Regions from separate parts of the Sus scrofa genome. Here region 1 is linked to region 2. The links are chromatin contacts, called in public Hi-C maps. All regions are on one chromosome and are shown on one strand. The core of a region is the stretch at or near the end of the contact, and the rest is flanking DNA. Distances in the headings are between cores, read along the strand shown. Region 1 has its middle 27 kb from the start of KCNA2. Region 2 holds the start of KCNA3 (potassium voltage-gated channel subfamily A member 3).

Region 1 (4,878 bases), core at 1,144-3,643, 36 kb before region 2:
CTACAGCTCCGATTAAACCCCTAGCCTGGGAACCTCCATATGCCATGGGTGTGGCCCTAGGAAAAAAAAAGAAAAGAAAAGAAAAGAAAAGAAAGCCCTGTTTACAAGCCCTTTGTGGCTGCTGAGTTTGCACTACGTATTGGCCATGTGACCTTGGCAAGTGCAGGGCACGTGCTCCAGTCCTCAGTTTCCCCCTCTGTACCATGAACTGGAGTGGTGGGTTCTCAACCCTGTCAGGTGAGCTAGGCCTTGGTAGAAAAGGCTAAGGGACCCCCGGGGGTCGTGGGGGTCTGTGTGGGGAAGTTTCCTGGCTCCATTCCCAGGGGTTCCCCCTGAGCAGCTGTCCATGCACCTGCCGCAATACTGCAGTTCAGCGTGAGATTGTGTTTGGGATGAGGATTCGGCTACTGCAACAATATTAGAATTCATGGTCTCACCCAGCCCTGATTCTGCCTGAGCCCGTAGCCGCTGTGCTGTAAGGCTCGTCCTTGGTGGCGTGTCCCCACCCCCAGGCCCCCATCAACGTGAGTCCCTAAGCACTTGGGGGGGCCCGTCCGCAGCTCCAGGACCTCTCTGCTCAGTGAAAGCGGATGCACTTTGGTGGTGGTTGTGATACGCTCTTAGAAATCTGCTTTTACCACAGTGGTTCGAGGGGCTGAGGGCTCGGCTGCTCCATGGTAACCTCACTGATAAATTACATCCTGAGTCTAGCGAGTGGGGCAGACAGGTCCTGTAGCCAAGGGACAAAGCCCGGAGCTGTTCTTTGTCACCTGGCACCAGCTGGAATCCCTCGTCACTGGCCAGCAGCTGTGAGGCATCACTTGGCCACCAGGAAAGCTTCCCAGCTGGGACCTTTGTGAGAGCCTGTGCCAGACTCCAGCATCTGTGTCAGCTCAGGGGAAAACCCAGCTGCTCAGCGCCGGCCCAGCCCCAGTGGCCACAGGAATGGGCCAGCAGGCAGAACGAGAGTAGAGGACAGGCTGCTTTGCTTTTCTCAGTTTCTGCAGCAGCTCACCAGATCTGCACCTCTCTGTTTCAGAAGGGAAGTTGGCAGGCAGGGCTGGAACCGAAGGAGGCCCCCGTCTTCTGGCAGATGTGGAGCACGGAGGGGGCTGAGCCGGCAGAGTTACTCCTCTGGCCCCCTGCCACCTTTGACTCATCCCCTTTGCTTCTCACCCACTGTGGCTCTGGTCAGCCCTTTGGCTGCACGTGGTATGTCTGGGCGGTGAGCATCAGGCCCTGGGGTGAATCGCTGAGCCTGATGAATCATAGAAAAATCCCCCAAATATTGGGAGTGAAGCACGGGGAGCGAGGGTGGGGCTTTCTTGTTTCATATGTCAGTGAGGTGGATTCTTGGTACCGTGGGCTGTCTTTTTGGAGGGAAGCTTAGCCAAGTGTGGGCCTCACAGCTGCAGGGGGTAGAGGGCTCACCCTGGAGCAGTCCCCACAGGGCTGGGGTGATCAGGACTGTACTGGGGATCACTCCCCTCCATAGTGACAGTCAACACTGGGGAGAGGGGCCAGGATTCCTTCACATAACCCGAGGCAAACCTTAGCAGCCAAAGAAGTGACGTTGGGATCCATTCATGGACAAGTCATGCAGGGACCAAGGAGCTGCCCTTGCTCTTCATGGCACAGTGCAGCAGGGAGAGTAGGGCTCAGCTCCAAGCCATGGATTTGGGGAGTCACCAAAGCAGGGGGGATTGTGTCGGGGGCCAGCAAGGCAAAGGTCCGGCCGATCAACCAAGAGGAGATGCTTCAAAAGGTTGGGATATTTAGTCTAGAGTAGAGGGAGGGAGAAGAGTATTTGGGAATCCCTGGTGCTCCCAGTGGCAGAACTGAGGCCAGTGTTGGAACACACAGGAAAAAAATTCTAATTCTCTGATCATTTGGAGTCAATGAATCTCAATAGTTAAGACCTTGGGCTCTAGAGTTACATGGGCACCACTAGGAACCTGCTCACGGGTGTGGTTATGAGACCAACTGGGTGTTGACCTGCACTGGGATTTTAAAAAATTGTATCAATAGCCAAAACAAACTGGGAAATTATGCTTACAAACCTATAATTATAACCTCTTTCGAAAAACCTGAAGGTCTGATGACACAGGTTCATATTCTCTCATGGAACATGAGATGGACTTTTCCTCTCCATCCCTCCCTCCTTCCTCCCTCCCTCCCTTCCTTCCTTCCTTCCTTCCTTCCTTCCTTCTTTCCTTCCTTCCTTCCTTCCTTCCTTCCCTCCTTCATTTTATAAGATTCCTAACCCACTGAGCGAGGCCAGGGATCAAACCCACATCCTCATGGCCCCTTTGTCGGGTTCTTAATCTGCCGAGCCACAATGGGAACTCCCCTCCACCTTTCTTACACCTGCATGGTTTCACTACTCCCCAGGAAGCGATTGTCATCCGCTAGCCTGTTCTACACAAGCACTCTGATACTTGGCTTGACCGCTTTTAAACTATTGTGACTTAGGCAAGCACATCACTTCTCTAAACCACAGCTTCTTTACATGAATCTGAGAATTATAACAGTACTTGCCCGGGAGAGTTAGGGAGCCCCCGTGAACCACTGGCCCAGAGCGCCCACGGCAGGCAATGAGGGGATGGGAGCTGCCATGGAACTGTGCAGCAGTGCAGGGCGGTCTCACAAAGCTCGGGGTGAGGCGTGTAACTTATACCCACTGCGAAGGCTGTTGTGTGTTCAGTGAGGTGGGGGTCCCCCCACCACTTCCTTTCCTGCTGCGGGGTTACTTTGCCCTCCCTGGCAGCACTTCCTCCCTTGGTGGCTGGCATGGGCTCCTCAGTCAGCTCTGCAGGCAGCCGACCCTACTGCCATCCCTTGGCTCTGTGGGAGAGCCTTAGTACGATGGCACCTGCCTGGGCCCTGGCTCTTCCCCTGGGTAGGGCCTGGGTGGTGTGGGTGCCCTTCAGGGGGTTTGGACCCTGCCTGATGAAAGGCGCTTTGGTGGCTGGTTCCCTCGGGGCTCTGAGATGTCCGTCCCCTACTGGAGCATCATGGAGTAACCAAGAGACTTGGTTCTGTATTGCCAGCCTCTGTGTGTGTTTCCTTCCTCTGGTAGTTAGGAATACAAGTCAGTTTTATGGACCTGGGATGCTGAGCAAGGAGCAAACACATCCTTCTCAGGAGCTATTAGAGGAGAGGAAGCAGGATCTGGTACAGGGGAAGAAGGTCCCTGGACAGAAGCTTGGGGAGAGAGAAGAGTCCTCTGGAGGTCACGGGAAGGCAGCCTGTTGGGATCAGAGGATAGTGGCTCAGGTGACACGGGTGCCAAGGACTCGCAGGGGAAGTGGGGTGGACTGAACAAGCTGGGGAACTCATGCTCTGAATCTGCTTCCCTCGCTGGGTCTCCCCTCCTCCGTTCTCCATCCCCCCTCCTCTTTGGCACTCGCTGTAGCCCCGAACCTGCATATTGCTACAGCCAGAGAGCAACTGTCAGTAACCTGTCCACTTGCCTCAGCTCTGGGTGGTGTTTCATGTGCTTGTAGTTCCCTTCTAGCTGCCTGGAAAGAACGGAGCAGTAGGAGGTGGAGGCTGATGCTGGTCCAGAGTCCGGCCTCGTATGGAATCGTTAGACCAAGCCCTGACTTGGAAGGCTGACTTATCCAGATGTCGAGGCTCAACTCTCCTGTGCTTGAGCTAACTGGTCTCCTTGGAGAAGCTTTTCAGCCTTAGCCCTCTGGGCCCCTGTCCTGGGGGTGTGGTCCCTCATTCAGCCTTGGCCTTTGCAATGGGCCTCTGTGGCTGCTGAATATCATCCTAAGCCATGTCTGATGGCCTCTGGCTTGGATCTGGGAAGCTGGAAAGTCATTCAGACAGTCAGTCTAAATTACATGTTCGGTCTGAGAGAGTTTCATGTACTTCAGAGCATGACCTCCTTCGGATATTTACTTGCTGTTCCCCTGTTCTCTCAAATTAATAATTGATTAAATCCTGTTGTGACATTCGGAGCTTATTTGCTTACATTCTACTGAACTGCACCTGCTCTGTGAGAGAGTGGGTGTGTGTCAGGAGGCTGGGAGAAGTCGGAGCAAACAACAAAAGCTTTAAAGGAGATGCATGGCTTGGGAAGTGACTATACATGAAAATAAAATTCAGCCCTAAAACTGTGGGTCATCAAAAGATGCCAAGGCCTAGATTATAGACTCCAGCTGCAGAATAAAATCATGGAAGGTACTGCCTTCTCTCTGGAAGCTTGTGTTAGGGAGACAATAACAGATATACAAACACCAGCCAAATAGCCGAATGCAACCCTCTCCATCCCCCTGCTCAGACACTCGCAATCAAACACACATCTGGGCACATCTGTGCATGTCAGATCAGACATGTGAAGATCAACTCAGGCTGTGAGTTTTGAGACTGTCATTATCAAAACCTGCAAGTAAACTCTCCCCTTTTGGAAGCTGCGTTTTATTATAGCATTGTGGTCAGGGCATGGGCTCTGGAGCCAGAGGGTCTGGATGAGAATCCAGCTGCCTCCACTCTGGCTATTTCAGGTTGGTCATGCCATGTAATGTCTGTGCTTCCTCATCTGTAAAACAGTGCCAGCTTTGCATTGTTGCTGAGAGATTTAAAGAAGTTAAAACAGCTACGTGGCTGAGATTGGTAGTTCTGACCATCATTCCTAAGATCTCATGGCTTGTGGGGCTAATGGTTGACATGCAGAAACTCATTTTTAGGATGAGAAATTGGGACAAATGAGAGGATATTTGCCTGGTTTCAGAAGGGGTGAGGGTCCTGGCAACTTGATGCTCCCCACACAGTGGCTGAGTCCCAACTCAATTTCATCCCCTCAAACATATAATGAGCATCTGCCTTATACAAATTATGGGAAAACAGAGATGCTTGGGGCATGGCATC
Region 2 (4,276 bases), core at 1,294-3,793:
ATTAGATCAGGACATCTTGGGCATTTCCCTTTGTTCAGAGTTGCAGAGATCCTTAAAATTCCAGGAGGGGGCGGGTTCCAAATAGAAATTCCGGGTGAAAACCAAATAAACTTACGGTGGGTTTACAAGTCACAGTTCCAATTAAGACTTTTCATCCACATATCCACAGTGTAGGCAACTGAACGAAATATTCAATAATGTTGGAAGTGTCCATCAAAAGAAAGCATCATTTATGTATGTGCTTGCTTTACTTAGTAAAGAAACAACTGCCTTTCGATTATGAGGTTAAACAGTTACTCTAACTGTTCTTTAGTTTCATTTCCTCCCAGGATGTACAGTTGTTTTTTTTTTTTTAACAGAGCGTGTGCTAAAAATCAAGTTTAAAGTAAGTTTGTCGTCCAAAATATTAAGAGAAGGAGAGGAAAGAAAAAGGGGGAGGGAGAGCGGAGAGAATGCAGCCCACTGGCAAAACAGACACCTGTTTCAGTATGAAGCAGTAGGGAGAAGGGAGAATGAAGAGTGCTTTCCACTTCTTCGTGTCCTTTCCTTGATGAATGGTCTGGAAATGTATAAAACAAGGGCATACACAGACCAAGGGGGCACGGTCCACACAATACCGAGCACAGCATGTCACTTGTTTTATATGTTAAACATCGGTGAATATCTTTTTGATGTTGACACAGGAGTTGGGATTATTGTTCGTGGTGCAAGTGGCCGTGGAATTGCCCGTTTTGAAGGGGGTCTGGGGGAAAGCGCTATGGTTCATACCCCCCTCTTCGATCACCATATACTCCGACTTACTCAGAGTGGAGTTACTCCTCGCTTTCCGGAGCTCCTCGGCTGAAGAGGAGAGGTGCTGGCAACTTCCCACGTGCATGTACTGGGCTTGCTCTTCCCCTTCCGTCTCCCGGTGATAGAAGTAATTGAAGTTGGAGACGATCACAGGGACTGGCAAAGCAATGGTCAAGACACCAGCGATGGCACAGAGTGACCCTACAATCTTGCCCCCTATGGTCACCGGGTGCATGTCACCGTAGCCTACCGTTGTCATGGTTACCACAGCCCACCAGAAGGCATCCGGGATACTGCTAAAACCTGAAGTGGGGTCGTCTGCCTCAGCAAAGTAGACCGCGCTGGAGAAAAGGATGACGCCGATGAAGAGGAAGAAGATGAGCAGCCCCAACTCCCGCATGGAAGCCTTCAGCGTCTGGCCCAGGATCTGCAGCCCCTTGGAGTGGCGCGAGAGCTTGAAGATGCGGAAGACCCGCACCAGCCGGATGACCCTCAGGATGGCCAGGGACATGGCTTGCTGTCCATTGCCCTGTCGCTCGGCCAGCTCGGTGCCCAGAGTGATGAAATACGGGATGATGGCCACGATGTCTATCAGGTTCATGATATTTCGCGAGAAGGTGGCTTTGCTGGGGCAGGCGAAGAACCGCACCAGCAGCTCAAAGGAGAACCAGATGATGCACAGGGTCTCCACCACGAAGAAGGGATCCGAGAAGCTGGAGTTCCCCGCGGGGGCCCCCGACGTGCTGTTGCTGCCCCCCTCAAACAGCTCCTGCGACGGCGAGGCGGTGTAGTACTTCTCGTCGCGGAACTCGGGCAGCGTCTCCAGGCAGAAGATGACGATGGAGATGAGGATGACGAGCACCGACACGATGGCGATGCCCCGGGCGGGTCCGGAGCTCTCCGGGTACTCGAAGAGCAGCCACACCTGGCGCTGGAAATCGCGGCGGGGCAGGGGCCGCTCCTCCTCCCGCAGGAAGCCCTCGTCCTCGCGGAACTTCTCCATGGCCTCCTCGCCCAGCTGGTAGAAGCGGATCTCCTCGGAGAAGATGTCGATGGGCACATTGACCGGCCGGCGGATGCGCCCCCCGGACTGATAGTAGTAGAGGATGGCGTCGAAGCTGGGCCGGTTGCGGTCGAAGAAGTACTCGTTGCGGAGCGGGTCGAAGTACCTCATGCGCCGCTTGGGGTCGCCCAGCAGCGTCTCCGGGAACTGGCAGAGGGTCTTGAGCTGCGTCTCGAAGCGCAGCCCGGAGATATTGATGACCACGCGCTCCCCGCAGCAGTCCTGCTCCCCGGCGGCCGGCAGCGCGGGCGGCAGCGGCTCGTAGCGGTCGCAGCCGCCGCCACCGCCGCAGCCGCCCTGAGGCGGGTCCCCGCCGCCGTCGGCGGCCTCAGGCTCCAGCAGGTGGTCCCCAGGCACCACCGTCATGTCGGGCGGCAGCTCGGGGCCCGCGGCGGGCTCGGCGTAGCCGGGGTTCACCAGCGTGTGGGCGTCGCCACCACCACCGCCGCCGCCGCCGCCGCCACCGCCGCGGCTCGCCGGGTGCTGCGGAGGGTGGGCGCGGTGGCGGGTTGAGGGCGGCGGCGGCGGCGAGCGCAGGAGGCTGAGGTGCTCGTCCATGCGGCGGGGAAGAGGCGGCGGCGCGGGACCAGCTCGCTCCTCCTCGCGCTCCCCGCCCCTTCGCCGCCTCCGCCCCTTGGCGAGCCCGCCGCCTGTTGCTGCGGCTGCAGCCGCCGCGAGGCTGGGTCTGAGTCTGGCGCGGGCCGGCGGGATGCTCCAAAGAGACGCCTCCTCAGCCCTCCCCGCCCTCCTCCTCCCTCCTCCTCCCTCCCTCCTCCCTCCTCCTCCCTCCCTCCTCCCTCCTCCTCCCTCCTCCTCTCCCCCGCGCCCTCCCCTCCGCCCTCTCCCCCCGCGGGCCGCGCTCCCGCCCCTCCGCGTCCCCTCCGGATTCCCGCCCACCGCACGGGCGCGCGCCCGGCTCCCAGGTAGCCGCTCGCCTCTGCCCCTCGCCGCCGCCCTCCCCGCCCCTCTGGGTCACCCTAGTGCCCCCATTTTGCATTTAAGGGTCCCCGCAGAGCCCGCACCCAGCCGAAGCGGCCCCGCCCCCCCGAGGCCGCGTCCGGGTCGCGAGCCTTCTCGATCGGCTCTGGGCTGCTTTGCAGCCCGCAGGCGCCGGCCTCCTCGCCCCGCACGCTCCACCTGGACCCGCCGCGGGAGCGGGGCTCCACAGGGCCCGGGTGGCCTAAGGCGGAGGCCTGCGAGGAGGGAGGACTTGGACGCGCTGTAGGACCGCAGCGCTTCTGACGGAAGGGGTGGCAAGCCAGGTGGGCGATCTGGGGAAAAGGCGAACCGGGTGCCAGCACCTTGTGCTCACTTGAGGGTGAAACACCGCCAGGATGGGAGGGCTGTAAATAATTGAACTCCTGTTTGGGTGAGAAGCCCAGCAGAATAATGTGGCTGCTGATGAGACTCGCACCCAGAGTCAGAAGAAGACGGTCATTAAAGACATTCAGAGACTTCGCTTCTACGGTGAATAGGTCTTACTACCTTTCATAGCTGAGGCTTCAGCCATTAGGAAGAATCAAGGACCAAGTTTCTGGTTAGATTAGTCGAGGGCAGCCCTGTCGGGGGGTGGGGGGAATAAGAGGAACATGAAAAAGGAAATTCACATCTTAAGTCTGTGATGGGACAGGAGCCAGACCGGTATTCTCTGATGTCCCAAGGCCGGCCTTGCCTCGTTGGAGAGAATTTGCCACTCTCTGGTTGTGAAACAGGGAGAACCCTCATTCTGCAGCTTGGAGCTCTTGCTTGATTTTGGCCTGGAGATAATGACTTACAGTTATCCCCTTTGAACAAAGTATTTCTTCAAAATGTTGCGGTCACTTTGAACATAATTTCTCTTTCCAGACGTTTTAGCAATGCCGTGTAGAGTCAACCCTAGGCTTAAAAAATGTGTTTTCCATTGTAGCATTCAAATCATTTTACAAAAGGGGGACTGTTGTATAGACAACTCCCTCACCAGTCATACTTTAGCTGACAATTTGACTTGAAGTGAGAGTGATTTGTGGCCACTGCTTCCACTCCCAACTCTCAGGTTCTCTAGGGCAGAGCCAGATCTTATCCAATTTATATTCCTAGCAATTCCCAACAAGCCTGATAAATAGTAGGAACTCAGTATACCCGTTTGTTGAATCAGATGCCCCAACAAGTGATTCTTTGTATTTCTATCTGCTCTGGAGTGTCTGCATTTCTTTTTTCTGAGCCCAGGACTGCTGAGATGCCTGGGATGAGCGGTGAAGAGAAACTGAGCTCCTGGTACAGTCCATTACTCTGTCGTTCCACAGGCTTTCCACCTCTGTCTCTTCTGGATACAACAGGGACTGGTGTCCTTTGATCGTGTACTTCTCCCCCAGGTCAGTGGCAGGCACTGCAGGCAGTGGATGGTAAAAGTGGACAACCATGTAAAATACTCTCTCACAAAAG

The links. A called contact is a pair of places that touch in the nucleus more often than the background predicts.
Region 1: a Hi-C map of retroperitoneal adipose tissue shows a contact between it and region 2, with 1.7 times the contacts expected there. The contact joins the enhancer-like site here to the promoter of KCNA3 in region 2. A contact is called at or near these places in 1 of 5 promoter capture datasets (liver) and 14 of 47 Hi-C or Micro-C datasets (alveolar macrophages, blood, embryonic fibroblasts and 5 more).

What each region holds. Positions count from the first base shown.
Region 1 is chr4:109,528,301-109,533,178 of Sscrofa11.1, reverse strand. No RefSeq gene overlaps it. Among named protein-coding and RNA genes, the nearest start is that of KCNA2, 27 kb to the left of the region's middle. Within about 2 kb of position 2,393, at least 13 of the 83 cell types and tissues checked have an H3K27ac peak or open chromatin away from gene starts, as enhancers often do. A contact at or near this core is called in embryonic fibroblasts and retroperitoneal adipose tissue, where this site is marked.
Region 2 is chr4:109,493,487-109,497,762 of Sscrofa11.1, reverse strand. KCNA3 (potassium voltage-gated channel subfamily A member 3) reads right to left here and starts at 2,543. Exons shown (of 1, transcript XM_021090046.1): 1 at 1-2,543. The coding sequence starts at 2,413. The coding sequence ends at 647.